Linked DNA regions of Mus musculus: region 2 is linked to region 1. The links are chromatin contacts, called in public HiChIP or PLAC-seq maps. All regions are on one chromosome and are shown on one strand. Each heading gives the region's core, a stretch centred on a gene start, on an enhancer-like site or on the middle of the called end of the contact. The rest is flanking DNA. Distances are from core to core; before and after follow the strand shown.

Region 1 (3,583 bases), core at 604-3,103:
GTCACACCGTAGCTGGACAGCAGGCTCAGCCCAACCCAAGATAGCTTTCCACTTTGCTTGGGTGCCTCGGGAACACAGGATGATGATTTTGGAGTTGCTCTCCACCATCTCCTGCTTCTGTCGGCTCACCCAGGTCATGACCCCCACCTCAGAGATAACCTGCTCTTCCAGGAGGTCAAGGGCTACTTCAGTGCCACAGGCAGTGATCAGGAACTGGGCGAACTTTAGGACCACCTCCACATAGAGGGGGTGGTCGGCCGAGTAGACGATCCAGACCTTCCTGGGCCTCAGGGGTGGGGGAGTCAGGTCTGCTACGGGCAAGATGCCTGGAAGAGACAAAGAAACGTGTGCTGATCCTCATGCCAAGGACTGGACCTGGGCATTGCTCTCTAGAGTAGCGGTTCTTAACCCTTCGGGGGTTGAACGGCCCTTTCACAGGATTGTATATCAGATAGCCTGCATATCAGATATTTATGTCATGAATTACAGTAGCAGAGTTATAATTATGAAGTAACAACAAACATAATTTTATGGTTGGGGTCACCACAATATGAGGAACTGTATTAAAGGGTCACAGCATTAGGAAGGTTGAGGACCACGGCTCCAGAGTCAGCCTGTGAACTACCTGCACTGAAGGCAGAGTCTGACTTTCTACCTTCGGCAAACAGCCTTCTGGTAGACCAGATGCTGCTATGTTGCCTTGTGATATATGAGGAAGCAGTGTGGGCCCTGTGTGAGCAGGAACCAGTCTCCCTCCCTCCTCGCTGCCTCCAGTCTCCTCCACATAGCGCCAGCTGGTCTTTGGCTGATATTTTCATCATTTTAAATGAAAAAGGGGTAGAAAGCCAGACATAGTGGTGCACCCCTTTAATCCCAGCACTCGGGAGGCAGAGGCAGGAGTTCTCTATGCCTGATCTACATAGAAAGTTGCAGGCCAGCCAAGGCTGCATAGTGGGACCTCATAAATCAAAATAAATCAGAAGAATTAAAGGTACAATGCCCATGGAAGAGAAACGCCCATTCAGGAAGGGTTTTCCCTGAAAAATGTTCACCTTCTCTTCTTTGTCTAAGCAATTAAATTAAGAAGGATGTTTGGAGCATCCCAAAGCCCTCTCTGTATGAGGTGGAGACTTGTGTCCTACGTAAGGATAGGGCCTTCTGAAAGGACTCAGGAGTTTGACCAGAGACACAACAGATCTATCTACCCCAGGAACCCAGCAGGCTTCAGAAAGCAGGCAGACCCCACAGAGCATGCGCTACTGACCATTGATTTTGGAGTCATCACCATGTTTCTCTTGATCGGCGCCTGCAAGGAAAAGAAATCTATGGAGCGGCTTATTCCAAAGAGAAACAACAACTGAAGGGCTCACAGATGTCTGATGGACGGCTGCTTAATGATACAGGTGGACAAGGGGAGCAACACCAGCCAGTGACCACTAGACATTTCTGGGCCTCTGCAGAGAACAGGTCTTGTGGCTGTGTAGGTGTGAGCCCTGGGTCAGCTGCTCCAGTAAGCTAGGTGAACAGGGACTGATGCCTCTGACACCCCATTGTTTCTGAGGAGTGGGGCTATGGAGGGACATTCTCAAGGTTATGTGCGAAGTGCTGGGCCCTTCAGTCAGCTAGGGTCTGGATTCTTCTGTGGCTTCTCCAGGCTGGGAGCCACAGACCTGAGCTGGGGTGGACTCCCTGGCCCCTTTCTGCAGTCCTGCCACTCAAGCCTCTATGAGCAGACTCCACTGGAGGGAAGGGCAGTCCATGCAGGAAGCAGACATCTTACAACACTTCCTGACAGCAGCAGCCCCCATGGTCCTTTCGACATTTCCTCCTCCTGGTGTCCTTGAAGTAAAGAAAGGGAACTAGACTCTTAAGTAATTGCTCTCCTTGGATGACAGTGACCGGGAGGGAAACCAGGGCCTTGGGCATATTGGGCAAGGGCTCTACCCCTGAGTTACATCTCAGTTCCTAAAGAAGTGATTTAGACTCTTAATTTCAGTCCCTGTTCTTTGGGCCTTTGCTCAGGATTGTCAAAGATACTCCAATGACTAGTGAGTGAGTTTTCTCCTTTTCTCTTCCCTGTGGTGGGGACACTCGAGGAAGCCGTAGAAAATGTAATAGCAGCTGGACACACTTCGACATCACACGGAATGTCATGTGACCCTTCCCAGAATCTGTGGACCCCACAATTCAAGATAAACCATGATATGGATGAACATCAGCAAGTGTGGAGGCAGGTTTCCCAGAGGACCAAAGATCCATTCTAGCACAGGACAGGGTCAGCCTAGGCAACACACCTTCTCCCTGTTAAAACTCAGCCAGGGCAGGAGTAGACAGGGAATGAGCAGGGTTACTCTAGACTCGTGGAGGTCCGAGTGTCCTCTTTTACAGAAGAGGAAATGGAATCTAAGATTAGGTCTCCTGTGACTACAAAGCTGGTGGAGAGTGAGGGTCTTCCCTTGTGAGTTCAGGGTCTGCTCCTTTCAGCCACACCCTGCTGTCCCTCAGATTCCTCTCTGACCTCAGAGGCAAAGGCTGGGGACTTGGGGATGAAGTTGTGTAGGCTGCTGTTTGACTGATCATGGCTGATGCAGGGAAATTCCACACTAGGTCCTTCCAACCTGCTGACTTTAGAAATACTAACTTTTACAAAATTTCACTGTAGTGGACAGCCTTGAGCAAATGCCATGCGCCTGGCTCTGAGGAAAGACCCCTCATTCATCACCCCCTTCAATCCTCACCACAGCCTTATGGTGCCTGTATCATGATGACTGCCACTTTGCCAGAGAGAAGCCTGAGGGAACGGGGAAGCAACGGCGTAGTCCTTACCAGAAAGCCTCCAGGTCATACAGATGATCAGCACGATGACAGATCCCACCAGCAGAATGGCGATGAGTGTGATGAGGCCATACACCCACAGGGGAATGTAGTCTGCAACTAACAGAGCACAGTGAGTCTGGGCAGGGGCCCCACACCCCCAGCCCAGGCCCTGTCAGCTATGGCTTGTACCAGGCTACACTGATGATGTCACCCTCTGGCTAGCTGTGGATGCAGTATGCCTTCTGGGATGGCCCAGGGATCAGCTGGGACCTCATGTGGTCCCTTGGGAATGACCTTGACTGAAGAAAGGACTTACCTGGCTTGGGAACTGTAATAGAACAAAAGGAAACAGGGACAGGGTTAGTCTTAATGATGAGCAATCATCTAAGCCAGTCACAAATGCCCAGCAATGGCCTTAACCTATCAGAGATGCCCACTGATGACCTCCACCCATTAGATAGGGATGACAACCTTAACTCTGCAGACAGGCATAGCTACACTTGGTGTAGCCTTCTCCATGGAGCCTCTTCCCAAGGGGCCAGGGCTCCGTCCACCACAGTGTCACACTGGCCCCTGTCTGATCTGCATGTGGCAGAAGCAGAGAGCCAGGGACATGTGGCTGCCAACCTCTACAAATCCCTATAAGCTCAAGTAAGAACCTGGGGTTATGGCTTTGGTATGTGAATATGGGCAAATTAATATCTGCACCTCAATTTTTCTCATATTAGAACTTGGCATGTTAAAGTGCTTCCATGGTACATAGTCC
Region 2 (3,436 bases), core at 583-3,082, 480 kb before region 1:
GGGTACACTGTCAGTTAGCAGCCTTCCCTGAACGTTTACACCATGAGCAGAGTCTGTCAGGGCCAATGGGAGAAGAGCTGAGTACTACTTGGAGTACTACTTGAGTCATGCAAGTATGGACACGGCACTAGGCATGGAGGGGGTAGGCCAGGTGGCTCCATCAGGGGAAGGCCTGGTGATGCTCACTCTCTGGCAATTTGTTAAGTAGAACTTTGTTTAAGAATTGACCCTGAAGCAGCATTAATCAGAAGTTTTGTGTATGGGTTATCCACTGGGGCATGGGCAGTCTCTCAGGGACCAACCCCCTCATGTACCTTTTTGACATGGCTTCTCAAGGCTTGGCCTTAAGTCACCCCCTCGGCCAACAGCCTCGAACTGTAAACCAACCAGGGCAGGCTGTGGTAGTTCTGCACCTAATATGTGTGTGTTTCACTGAGATGGTGTCTTCCTGTTACAGCCCCATCCTCCAGCCTGACTCGGTTCCTCTTTTAACTCAACAGACTAGAAAAAATTAGTTCATTCTTATCTTGTTCTCCATTCATCTGTCTCGTCTCCCTGGGCATAATGATAGCTCTTTATCTGCTGTCCTAGTCACCAAGAACCACAGACCTCTCGTCTTCCATCGCCTGCACCCAGGCCTCGTTTGTTGCATCAGGACTCCAAGTGTAGGACTGGGACTGTGTGCTCTTTATGGGGACTCAGTGCACTGTGTTGCTACTGGGTGTGCCTGCTGAGGTCTTCCAGGCAGTGAGTGACATTGGCACAAAGGTGGGGTGTGTGCATGCACATGAGGTTCAAAGCCCATCCCTATACTGGGCTCAGGTACTGTCTTAGGAAGCCTGAAGGAGCCCGAGTAAAGGATCGTGTGGCCCAAAGTCCCCTTTGCTTCCATGGTGAGTGTGCTCATGTGAAGACAGTTTGTGTCAGTCACAGTGGTCAAATCTTCTATCTCTGTGTGCCTTTGTGGTCAGGTCACACTGCTTCTCCATGAGGTAATGAATCATCTTACCACAGTGGGGAGTGCCAGATGCTCCCAGTTGGCTATGCAGGATCCATCATGCTGGTATAACCACCCAGTGACCATAGCCAGGAAGAGCAGAGGAACTTATTTCCTAGCAGTGTGAACAAGCCAGTCACAGATTCCTAGAACAGCAAGGGCCTGGACGCCTTATGTACTGGGTGTATTCCACGGGGACAGGATCATTCCTTGGTGGTCACATAGGGAATGCTGAGGACCAGAGGCAGTGGCAAACATGCCTCTTAGGATGGCGTTGTATCTCACTGAACGAGGGCAGGACAGGGTATTAAAATATGGAACCTACTGGGTGTGGTGACTCCATGCGACCCTAACAGTCTGGAGGCAGAGGCAGGATTGCACAAGTTCAGGGCCAGCCTGGGCTACCTAGTGAGTTCTGGGGATATATACAAGCAAGATCCTGTCTCAAGAAAACAAAAGGAGGGAGAGGGGAGCAAACATGGAACCTCAGTGGGGGACAGGCCAAGACAATGCATCCACAAAACTGTAGAGAATGGTTTGCAACCTCTGTGACATCTAGTGGTGAATGCAAGCACAATACGTATTTTTTAAATGCCATCGTCAAATGGATGTCAGGTTGCTAGTAGGTGACACTCCTGTGACTATTGGGAAGATGTGTCTCTCCTGTGGAGGAGGAAATCCATGCTGGAGCTTCTAGAGACTGGGTCTCTGACCTCTAAACAACTCAGTGAAAGAAGGTGCTATGTAAAGACTGTGCCCTCAGGCTCACATGGTACTGTACCATCTGGAAGTCGAGGTAAAGGGTGTTCTGGCACCACTGGCTTCATCCTTCAGTGTTGCTGGGTTTGAAACCCCTCAAAATTAGAAGAATCAGGAGCAAGGGGCCCACATTTGCCACTGCCCTGGTCCTGCTTGTCTTCAGCATTCCCTGTGACCACAAGGAGTCATCTTGTCCCTGTGGAGTCCACCTGTCACATAAGATCTCCACGGGCTTGCTGTTTTAGGAATCTGGGCTTTAGCTTGCCTGGAGAAGGAAGCCTCTGGCCACAGTGTGGTATAGGAGGAAGCCAGGCTTCTTCCTGTTTCACAGACCCAAGGCCTGAGTCAGCACTTGAGAAAACAAGTGCCTGGGTTTAGTTTCCATAGCGACACGTGCACAATGAAAACCAAAACCTTGATTTTACTCAAATGTTTATTATACAAAATCAAATTATTTAGGGGTTATATGTTTCTATTCATGTGTGTGCAAGCACATGCATTTAACATGCATGTGAGAAGCTAAAAGAACAACCTTGAGTGTCACTCCTCATGTGTCTGTCTACTTGTTTGTATGTATGTATGTATGTATGTATGTATGTATGTATGTATGTATGTATGATAAAGAGTTCACCATGTAGGCTAGACTGGCTGTCTGGACAGCAAATCTTGGGGGTCAGGATCCACCTGTTTCCACCTCCTCCCTAGCTGTAAGATTACAGGCACACCCCACCAAGCCTGGCTTTTTATACGGGGTTTATAGCTCACTCTCAAGTCTTCATGCTTGCAAAACATGTATTTTACGAACAGGCTTATCTCTCCAGCCCAATCTAGGTTTTCCTAGCCATCTAAAGCCCTGACAACAAGAAGTAACTTCCTTTTGCTTCCATCTGGTTCTTATGAGCAGCCTGCCCAACTACTCCTTCACCACTGAGGCCCACTAGGGTCTGTCCTGCCCTCTACGAGCCCCCTTATCCTGCTTGGTAGCCCTGACACAGTTCCATTGCCAGCGAGCCATGCTCTTGACCCTACTTTCCCAGGTGACCCAGAGTGTGTCATGCTTGTCTTCCCTGTCACTGCCACTGCCAGGTTGGCACCAGTCGCAGCAGGGAGTGCATTAATAAGGGGCTGCTGTGGATCCCTTGCAGACAGGTGTCGGCATGGCTCTTGAAGTGTGTCAGTGTAGGACCCTGGGGACCACATCTGTACTTTACCTTTTTAAACTGGCCCGTTCTGCATGACGACTTAACTCACAGTCGGCTATGCAGGGGAGAGGAACTGAGCAGGCATGATGCCCGTGCTCAGAGCTAAAAGCAGCAAGTGTGTGCCCAGCCAGCATGCATGTGGTATCCTGTGCAGGTCCCCCAATGTGCCACCCTTAGCGTCCTCCTGTCCTGGGTGCCACCAGATTCCGATTGCCTGCATCCACAGGGACCTTTAGGCACTTTATGTGACCCATGAGAAGACCACAAAAGCAAAGGAAACCGGCCAAGGCTTTGAGCAACTCTGGTCAGTGTGTGAACTGGAGAGGTTTCAATGGTTGCCCAAACACTGGTACTTCCTCTAAAAAACCGTGATTTGTGCTGGTTTGGTTCCCTTCACTGGGTCTAGTTCTGAAAAAGCAGGTTTGCCCAGTGTCAGGACATGTCTTCCATTCCATGCTAAGTGTTCAGTGGCAGGAAC

The links. HiChIP or PLAC-seq counts read pairs in DNA pulled down with a chosen protein or histone mark.
Region 2: an H3K27ac HiChIP or PLAC-seq map of microglia shows a contact between it and region 1, with 4 times the contacts expected there. The contact joins two enhancer-like sites. A contact is called at or near these places in 1 of 39 promoter capture datasets (liver) and 1 of 115 datasets of contacts at active chromatin or transcription factors (microglia).

What each region holds. Positions count from the first base shown.
Region 1 is chr6:120,477,726-120,481,308 of GRCm38.p6, reverse strand. Il17ra (interleukin 17 receptor A) reads right to left here. Exons shown (of 13, transcript NM_008359.2): 10 at 3,134-3,145; 11 at 2,827-2,934; 12 at 1,265-1,306; 13 at 1-326. Among named protein-coding and RNA genes, the nearest start is that of Tmem121b, 14 kb to the left of the region's middle. Within about 2 kb of position 1,853, at least 34 of the 459 cell types and tissues checked have an H3K27ac peak or open chromatin away from gene starts, as enhancers often do. A contact at or near this core is called in microglia, where this site is marked.
Region 2 is chr6:120,954,022-120,957,457 of GRCm38.p6, reverse strand. All of the region lies in intron 27 of Mical3 (microtubule associated monooxygenase, calponin and LIM domain containing 3), which reads left to right. Among named protein-coding and RNA genes, the nearest start is that of Gm43915, 3.1 kb to the left of the region's middle. Within about 2 kb of position 1,832, at least 77 of the 459 cell types and tissues checked have an H3K27ac peak or open chromatin away from gene starts, as enhancers often do. A contact at or near this core is called in microglia, where this site is marked.